2 separate regions of the Zea mays genome follow, and region 2 is linked to region 1. The links are chromatin contacts, called in public Hi-C maps. All regions are on one chromosome and are shown on one strand. Each heading gives the region's core, a stretch centred on a gene start, on an enhancer-like site or on the middle of the called end of the contact. The rest is flanking DNA. Distances are from core to core; before and after follow the strand shown.

Region 1 (5,125 bases), core at 1,104-3,603:
CTAGGACTGTCCTTCTATTCCATCAACTCTTAGAGGAACCAAAATGTGGTGCTGTGTTGCATTACAGGATTGGCTTTGTATATGATTATTGATTTCATTCGGGTACAAAAATTCTTATCAGCAAAAGTATTAAGCTATAACCATATACCAGAATTATGAGATTGGCAGGTTTTAAGCATTACCTCAGCCGACTGGCACCAAAATGGTTAGCGAAAAGAAGAAGCTCAGATACACTGTTCGGATTGAACCCAGCAGAGGATGCTCGAGAACAAGCTGCAGCCAGATCTTGTTTAAGGGTGCTTAGACGCACATCGATTGCCCTAAGAAGTTCTTTCCTGCACAAGAATTGAACTAGTAAATTGGCAACTATTAAATTACAAAACAAAAGAATGCAACAGCCATAAAAGGGCAGCAGACCTAACAAGAACGGCACACAACATGTCTTACGATGTACTACCTCCGTTCTGGAATATTTGCCGCCGGCTAGTTCATTTTTGAACTAGAACGCAACAAATAAAAAAACGGAGGGAGTAACAACAAACTGATTTGATAGATCATGCTGGACTCAGATAAATCGAGTTATACGGAAAAGAAGAAACAAATGAATAAGAACAGACATGACAGAGAGGCTTACTTTGTAATATCTGCTGCCACCGCCGCTGCTGAGCCTGTAACATTTTCAGCTGCCAATAAGCATGGCCAGATATTACATAAATTAGATTCAGACACAGCAGATATGAAAGACCACACTAGCAATGCAACATTATAACAATATTCGTTAACCCCACAAACAGTTAGCAATTAATTACAGTATTTATGTCTTTCCTGAATTAGACATAGATTGCTTCCAATGCAAATTTGGTGCTATCCAATGCATCGTTTCATAGTCAAGAGCTCCTAAAATTCCATGGGGATCAATTATCCCAGTTGTGTTCCCATCTATATTTTCCTTCTTTGCTTCTGACTTTTACCATCAATTAGATATTTGATATTTCAATGTCACTCGAGTTAACATGGACTAAAATTTCCAAAATAAAAAGGCGCAGAGAAACGTTATCAGGTATGAACATAGATGGAATAAGCTAGCAATATCGAAACCCCAATTGATGATGGAATGCCAATCCAAACACTGAACATAATCATCCTACATACCAGTTCCACCTGAGGTAGCGTCTCCAGTACCCTGAATAAGGTACAGAAATTTAGGCAATAGCTACACGAAGAAACAGAAGACGAAAAACACCCAGCATCTGAAACAATTGCTTGGCACTTACTCCCTGCGCATATATCTTCCTAGCCCCTTCCAGCTGCGACATCTCTAAATCATAGGTGCTCGTCAACTCCAGCACCTCTGGCGTGCTCACGAAGCGCACGAACCTGGAGGCACAGGCCAACAAAACATCCATCAGAATCCAATCTTTCCGGCACCGCCAACCCATGAACCGACGGATAAGCCACAATCAGCAGACCTCTCAAGGGTGCCCTTACTAAACCACGGGGCGGGCCGGTCCAGCTGCAGCCGGATGGCCGGCGGCGGTGGCTGAGCCGACGCCTGTTCCTCCACAGCCCGCAGGTGCGCCACGAACGGCTTCACCGACCCTGACGCGATCTTCTCCGTCCGCCCATTGCCGCACACCACCAGCTCGCACCTGCGCAGAGACCCCGAAGGGGCCGCATTTAGCGCGCAAGAACCACACGAACGCATCAAATGGGTGGAGTTTTGCTTGCTAGCCTCTCGCTTTCTCACCGCTGACGCCGAGGGGAGAGCTGGAAGAGCGCGAAGTCGAGCGGCGCGTGGGCCTCCATGGCGACCCCCGCCACTGCTACTACCGCCGACGTTCTCGGATCTGGCGGATCCCGGACACGAGCTCCTCCCCCCGCCGCAACCTCCCAAGAAACGCCGGAACGGCCGCGTGGGGCGCCAATGCAGCTCCCGCGGCGACAGGATCGCGGATTGCGGCGTCTGCCGGACCGTGCTGCGACGGCCCGGATCTCGCCGGCACGCGGCCGAATCCGATGACCACGCGTGCGTGCGACGGGGGAAGAGCGGAGTGGAAGAAGAGAGGACTAGAGAGCACCACTGCGCTGCGTGTTTGGTAGTGGTGGTGGACTCTGCTCGCTCCTCAGTCCTCACTACTCTGGTAGGCTGCTGCAGAGAAATGGAGAAAGCTAAAACAATGGGAAATTTTTGGTGGTATATGAGAGGGATTACTGGCTTCACTTTGCAGGTTTGGTTAAAGTACGTGTGTGATTATCAGATAAGCTCGACACTTGGAATACGGACAAAAGAAAGTGGCTGTTGCTGAAGAGCAGCTACTCCTACTTTTGGTTCTCTCTGAGGTTACAATACAACAAGGCAACGGCATCAAGATCAAGAGGAGCTGCTCATGTAAGACATCCGCACCTCTTTATTGTCTTTGTTTTTTTTTTCTTTTTTGGAATGCATGTTTATAAACAAGGCATCTAACACGAGATTCATCATGCGAATGATTATTGGATATTTGGGATACACCCTTCCCCTGTCCATTCCAAATATAGCTTAGACTAACCTAGTCGTGCTTAATCTCTACTACTCTATAAGACAATAGTGTAGACGTACACACCTACTTTGGTGCACGGGTCTGCCTACAGACGCCCGCTCTCTCTCTCGCGCCCCCGCTCTCTGCGCCCGGCTGTCTCCGACCCCGCTCTCTGCGCCCCCGACGCCCCCGCTCTCTCCAACCCCGCCAGCAGCGCCATCCCCGCCCGCAGCGCCCCCGACGTCCCGGCTGTCGCGCATGGAAGGTCGCCATCCCCGCGATCCTTATGGAAGCGCCCCGGCTGTCGGCTGCTCCAAGAAAGGAATTAGCGTCGTGTGGAGGACCCGCCCCGTTCTCTGCGCCCCCGACGCGCCGCCATCGCATTCCCCGCGTGGTCTGCTACAAGGAAAGGTCCGCGTGTGGTCCGTTGCCGCCATTCCCCGCCCCCGCTCTCCGCTCTTGGCTCTCCTCTCTCTGCTGCAGCCGGCGCCCGCCAGGTCCGCGCCCACCAGCCGCAATCGTCCGCCATCTCCTCGAGCCTCTTAGTTTTGCGCAAATCGAGCTGCGCAAATCGAGCTGCGCAAATCGGGCCTTCCATCCATGGCAGCCGCGCCCCTACAGTCAAAGATTCGCGGCTGCCTTCCCCCAATTGCTCCCCCTCCTCTCTCCCTACTTACGTACACCACACCTGCCCCTTCCTTTCTCCAAATTAGCCGCAGTCCGCGTCCACAACTGTCATCGGTGCTCTCTCCAAGTGTCGCGCCACTGTGCCGCTGCCGGCGACGAAGAAGGAGCCCCGCTCCCAACCTCCGGTGTGCCGCCCGCAATTTTCTGCTCACCGCCGGCGTTCCAAGGTATACTTCAACAGCATTTTGCAGGCAGTAATTTCCTCCCATGTTGTCTCGTAGTTTCATTTTGCAGGCAGTAATTTGGTTAGTGACTGATATGTACAGAAAACTTGTTAGTTACAATATTGTTAGGCACTGATATGGTTAGGCACTGATTTTTATGTGGATTTCATAGCGTTTTGATTTAATGGTATGAATTGTTCAGGCACTGATATGGTTAGGCACTGGTTTTTTGCCAAAACACAATGATTTCAGTTGAAGGCTTTGCAGTACCAGCAGCTGTTCTTGTGCTTCGGCTTAAGTGTGCAATTGCTAGCTGAGTACAAGTAGTTTGGTAGTAGGTTGTGAAATCATGAGTTTCAGTTTGGTAGTAGTTTGTCATGTTTTCGGCAAACTGGTGAGATCATGAGTTTCAGTTTAAATAGAGAACTCATTGGATCTTTATGTCCTGTGCCACAACATATGGTTAGGCACTGATATGTACAGAAAACTGGTTAGTTACAATATGGTTAGGCACTGATATGGTTAGGCACTGATTTTTATGTGGATTTCATAGCGTATTGATTTAATGGTATGAATTGTTCAGGCACTGATATGGTTAGGCACTGATTTTTTGCCAAAACACAATTATTTCAGTTGAAGGCTATAATATGTGAGAATGATGTTTCTGAAGTGAGTTCATTTTTCGGTGCAGATTGTTGCAATAAGGGATATCATACCTCCTGCTGTTGTGTAGCTCACATTATTCCAGTCATTGTCAATTCTCTCAGGTACATTTCTCCCATGTTGGACCTATACATTTTGCATCAAGTAATTTGCTTTCATAACGTATTGATTTAATGGTATGAATTGTTCAGGCACTGATATGGTTAGGCACTGATTTTTTGCCAAAACACAATTATTTCAGTTGAAGGCTATAATATGTGAGAATGATGTTTCTGAAGTGAGTTCATTTTTCGGTGCAGATTGTTGCAATAAGGGATATCATACCTCCTGCTGTTGTGTAGCTCACATTATTCCAGTCATTGTCAATTCTCCCAGGTACATTTCTCCCATGTTGGACCTATACATTTTGCATCAAGTAATTTGCTTTCTTTGTGGGTATATTATTGGGTGACATGTTTTTAGTTGCTATAGGTCTATAAAATTATATTAATTAGAGCATCAACATTCTGAGGGTCCAACTAAATAGTATGATACTCATGTGTTGTCTGCATATTGGGTGACATGATTTGATCAACTCATGTGTTGTCTGCATGTTTCCCTAACTGAGGCTTTGCTAATTCTTTGATTTCCCCATGTTAATTTGATTTGCACATCACTAAATATTATGATACCTATTGTTTTTTATATGTACATGGAAAGAGTATACTACCTTACTGTGGTATTAAACTAGGAAGAATATTATGTAATCTGCAAATTGAATCTGCAAATTGAATATTGGCTTGTGGTAAAGTCTCCTATGTACCTAAATATTTTTTCTACCTATTGTTTTTTATTTTTATATGTACATGGAAAGAGTATACTACCTTACTGTGGTATTAAACTAGGAAGAATGTTATGTAATCTGCAAATTGAATCTGCAAATTGAATATTGGCCTGTGGTAAAGTCTCCTATGTACCTAAATATTTTTTCTACCTATTGTTTTTTATTTTTATATGTACATTGAAAGAGTATACTACCTTACTGTGGTATTAAACTAGGAAGAATATTATGTAATCTGCAAATTGAATCTGCAAATTGAATATTGGCCTGTG
Region 2 (5,125 bases), core at 1,383-3,882, 200 kb before region 1:
ATGCTGCAATATTCTCCCTCAGTGTATATTCATCTTCTGCTCCTCCGTTGATATAATCATAGTGCATCTTTGGTAGTGCTTTCTTAGCAAGTTCTTGATATTCCCGGACATTAACTGGTAGATTATCCTCCATTCTGCTTCATTAAATTGTTAAAAAGGTCATTCATATGTTGCAAACATATCTATTACAGTCATAAATTAGGTTCAAAATTTTAGAAAAATAGCATACAAAATGTTCCTTTTTCAGTGCAGGCACTAAGTCATTTCAATTTGGAGTTTTGGACACATATAAAAAACTTTAGGATACTTAAATGCTTCAAAAATAACAACTAGAGTAATATAGTCATTTTACTTCTTGCCTTCTATTTGGAATGGAAGATTACCACTCTAGATTGTTCCTCAATTTTGGAATAGAAAATTACCACTTCACATTGTTCCTCAACTGTTCAAACTAGTCCAAAACTAGTAGATGCTAGAGTTAAGCAAAGTAGATTGACCTGAAGTTGTACAGTATATGTTTTCTCTAAGAGTTCCCAATAGATAAGCAGGAATATCTACATACTGGGTATCAGAAGAAGATTTAAGATAACCAAACATGTGTGGACAAACTACAATTTTTGGTATCCATCCACAGCCCTAGATTAAAGAAAATTACTGCTGCCTCGTCTTTGCCAACCATGCCCCCTCACAACCCTTTTAGAGCATGTTTGGGAGCAAGGGTATTGGAGGGGCGAAATCCCTTGCTATTCAAATTTGAATAGCAAGGAGATTTCAACCCCTTCAATCCCCTCCAATAACCTTTCTCCCAAACAATCCCTTAAGAAACACTGCTCCCTCCATTCCAAAATAGTTATCGTTTTAAGTTTGAACACGAGAATTTAGACGAAGTAAAAAGGTGTGGTTCACAAAAACCGAGGAGAGAGATGGAAAGAAATAGAGATAGAGATATGTTGGTAAAAGAAAACGGTATATCAAAAGAAGAGAAAGATGCATTGGAAAGCAAGAATGATAACTATTTATGGACAAAATTTGAATCCTATAACATCAGATATTTTGGGACTGAGAGAGTAGGACATGTTCATTTAACCAAAACAATTGAGCCCTCCTAGAAATGCAAATGCAAGATAAAACCAAGCTACCAGATGTACACGGAATATAGCAATAAATACCATGTGACAAAACTAGCATCTACATATTGAAGTGAACTCAAAATTTGTGAATTAGTTTCGATGAAGCCAGCAGATTGTAGTATTGCAACTGAAAATTTCAACCATCAGATGGAAAAGGACATACTGTCTAATTGAACTACATATGTTTTCACTTCTCAGTGAAGACATTGGGTTCCAACTTGCAGTTTTAGGTGTAGTAGTTATGTACTGCAAATTAACTACTGCAGATCATACCTTTGTAGCGACTCTGGCTAGAGCAGACACAACAATGCACAAACAATAAAAGGCAGCAAAGTGGATTTCTACTCTTGGTCTGTAATCAGCAGTGAGCAATGAAGGTGAAACGAGAAATCTAAAATGATTCTGAAATCACTGTTCAGATTTAGTCTCGGTCCTACTCATCACGACTGAAACAGAACTGAATCTGTTCAGCTATCACACTTCATTCTTCAGAAGTGCGCTGGCATGCTAAATACATGTAAATGCATGATGCCCTTTGGTGTATTTATGTATACAACTCCTATGTCACGATCATACAGACTTTGTAAGAGAATATTCCAATTTTCAACAGAGATGTACCCCACATAAATGATAAGACGCACCCACAGCACTTATTCTTTCTGAACTCTGAATTAATCTCTTCTCTGTCTTAAAGGCGAGAAGACTGCTATAGCTGAAACCCATGTTGTTACTGAGGCTTCTAGACACCTTCTCTTCAAAAAATACTTAAGCTTTCAGATATATATATACATATCTAAGTTAGGACCAAACATACTGCTATCTTCTGCTGCAAAGGTTAAATAAACTGAGATAGTTAGAATACATGAGCATCTGCAGCACTAGAAAGCACAGGGAAGTCGAGATTGTCCTACTTGAGCGCTCGTCGTAACAAGTAGTCAGGTCTGAAGTGAAGTGACGCTTATTAGAAGGTCAACACAACTGAAAGATATTTTTCTGAAGAAAAACAACCGAACGAGTGCCCCACTGAATTCAAGACAACTGCCATATCTGGGTGAACGCCGGATATAGGCGCGGACTGTACAAAATTGACCGGCCCTCTAGTATGGCGATACCTTTTATTGCTTGCAGTTGGGCAGCATTCAAGATTTGTAGCAGCATCTAACATAATCATCTACCTAGGGTTCGGCGGAAATCAAGAAGATGCAAATAGGCTTTTGCTACATGATTGGAACCCAAAACCGAGAGGAAACTCATGCATGAGTGAAATGAAGAATGAACAGTGAGCCGCAGCCTCCATACCTCTATCACTCTATGGACTTGGGGGAGGAATGACTGCAATCAAGGCAGAAAGATGAGTGGATGGCAGCAGCTTCACAGGTTATTCCTTTGCCTCCTCGCCCTCGGTGCGATGTGATGATGTCAGAAACTAAGGTAGAGGACAAAGCCAGTGCCGGCCGCAGCCTGATATTTGCACCTAGAGTCAAATTGACAGCAATGCTTCACCTACCACTCTTACCTTTTCCTTAACATGCCATTAAAATAATAAATCTCCCGCTTGTTCATCCAAAGTCCTCATTTTTTAGGTACCGAGCCTGGTTTTGTTGTGTCCAGGTACTCTGATTTTTTTAACTCTAAATCATGTTGCTGGGGTTGGGCAGATGAATTTCCTCGAACACCGAAGTCGCGAGAGTAAGCATAATTGGATTGGACTTTGACTATTGTATGATCTCAACATATGCTATATTGTCATCGATAGTGTTGGGAATTGGGCTGGTTTCGAGCCTATCGTGCTTCGGTTAAACGGCCTCGGGCCAAGAATGTCAAAAAAAAAAACTTTTGTTCATACCGTATCAGCCAGGGTAGAAACAACGCTCTAGTCCGATTCTAAAGCACGTCGTACCCGCTAAGCCTAGCCCATACATTTAAACCATATAAAATCCAAATATTGCAACCAAACAAGGTCCATAGTTTACTAAATTAAAGATATTAAACAATGATAACATCATTTGACCATATAATATAAAGTATAAATATTACAACAATATAAATTATATATTTTACTAAATTAAAGAAATTAAACAATATGAGCTTTATTGGGCCATGCTGATCCAAGCTCGGTCCATGTGTGTGGGTCGTGTCGGGGGCTCGACGGGTTAGAATTTGTGGCCCGACCTAGGCCCACCTTCAGACCGTACTAGCCTGGTTCATATTATTTCGTACCGAACCGTGTTTTGGGCTCATGTTTTTGGGTCGTGCTCGTGCTGGTCCAAAAAGCTCGACCCGTATTCCTAGCACTATTATGCAATGCTCGCGGTGTAACTTTCTTATGTGTGAACTGAATTATAGTGAATAACTAGTCGGTTACCCGTGCGTTGCGACGGGTCAAAACAATACCATATAAATTATCCACAAAAAATCTCAAGATTTTTTATTGGTTGTCTCCACTCTTCGCATAATATTTTTATGAACGCACGGGTATCATGGGCAGCAAATCAGAGACCCTCATCCCTCGCTTTCCCCACTTCCAAGGTTTCGTAGAGCAGGAGGGAAAGGGAAGAGGCGGGCATATCTGTTCGTTGCCGGAGAAGGACACGACGAAGACCTGGGCATCTGGAGGCGATATAGATAGTATACCGCTAGATATAGAGAGAGAGCACGCAAACGGAGAAAGAAGCCCAGCCGGATCAGCTTCAAACCAAGAGGCACCTGCACCAGGCGTCAGTCCGAGAAGGGCGAGAGAATGCGAGTGTTTTCCCAGCCCTGGATCCGTCAACTCCGTAGAATATGCCGACTACTGCCACGCTACGGGCCTTAGTTGTCCAATATCTCAGACCTAGACTCCTCATCGCTAAGATAACCTAAGCGTGGCAGGCGCCACCATGTCCTCCTCGATGACACGCACAGAGAAAGGCCAGGAGCATGACCGACTCGCCTCGTACCCGTGTCGACGAGCGGCGGTCGACTCATGGCTGCGGCCGTGGGCGAGGGCAGCAGGTTGGGGAGTAAGAACTGGGCGAAGGACGGGAAGACGAACGGGACGTCCGACGATGGCGAAAACGATGGTGCGTGCATGATGTGAAACGTCCTCGTGGACGTGCAATAGCTACTGTGCGAGTCGGTGTCGGACGAATACGGGGAGGAGGCGTCTGCTCCTACGCCCTTTGCCGAGAATGAGGTGGCGCGGAGGTGGAGGTATGAGGGGAGAGAGAAAAGTAGAATGGCGAACGAGGTGGTGGCAACTGAAGCGAGGACCATCATTATCGTGCGGATGTATAGATGGCCAAATGAGTCATGTCTGGCGAGCCGGTCTGAGATACGACCCATTTAATAGTGTCTGGACCAACCCGGCACGAGCACCATGCGGTGCTTGGGCCATAGCCTCAACCGACATGATTATTTTTTTATTTTATAAAAAAGTCATATATATATATAATGTATGTTTAATATTATAAACACTTTAGTATGATGTTCTACTGGTTAGATAGTTTCACCCTGTGTCCTACACCCTTCTTTCATCATGGTGTTGATTCAAACCCCATCTCCTGCACCGCCTTTTATCATATCCCACCCGCTGCACCGTTTTTTAATATTTTACACTGAGTTGATTTGGAAGAAATGTAGAGATTTTTTTTAAAAAAATGATGTAGGATGACCGTTGAAACTGATACTTTAAGTATAGTAGAGATAAATAATTCATACATTATCTGACAATTATTCAGTATCCGTATGTATTTGACCAAATAATGTCCTTATCCGTCACTACACCCGAATAAATATCTAGTCTCTCACTCTCTGTATCTGTTATTCTGTTTAATTTCTAATTATCTGCATCTTGTCCCAAATCCATTTAAATATATAAGGGTAGAACATCAGATGATCTACTATCCATCTATATCTGTTTCTTGTTTCCACTCCTACTGCCGATTGCCTCTGGAACCATTAACAAGGATCGTTTGTTAGAGACGGTCGATCGATCTGCCCGCCTCTAAGGCTGG

What was found. A called contact is a pair of places that touch in the nucleus more often than the background predicts.
Region 2: a Hi-C map of leaf shows a contact between it and region 1, with 9 times the contacts expected there. The contact joins the promoter of LOC100193070 here to the promoter of LOC103647852 in region 1. A contact is called at or near these places in 7 of 25 Hi-C or Micro-C datasets (ear, leaf, root tip and 2 more).

The regions. Positions count from the first base shown.
Region 1 is chr2:218,064,965-218,070,089 of Zm-B73-REFERENCE-NAM-5.0, reverse strand. It overlaps LOC103647852, which reads right to left and starts at 2,353. Exons shown (of 10, transcript XM_008672355.4): 1 at 1,748-2,353; 2 at 1,470-1,649; 3 at 1,275-1,377; 4 at 1,153-1,183; 5 at 635-683; 6 at 183-335. The coding sequence starts at 1,806. It overlaps LOC103649305, which reads left to right and starts at 2,611. Exons shown (of 24, transcript XM_035965510.1): 1 at 2,611-3,373; 2 at 4,062-4,137; 3 at 4,333-4,408.
Region 2 is chr2:218,269,056-218,274,180 of Zm-B73-REFERENCE-NAM-5.0, reverse strand. LOC100193070 (Aldolase-type TIM barrel family protein-like) reads right to left here and starts at 2,632. Exons shown (of 12, transcript NM_001308364.1): 1 at 2,430-2,632; 2 at 1-134. The coding sequence starts at 133.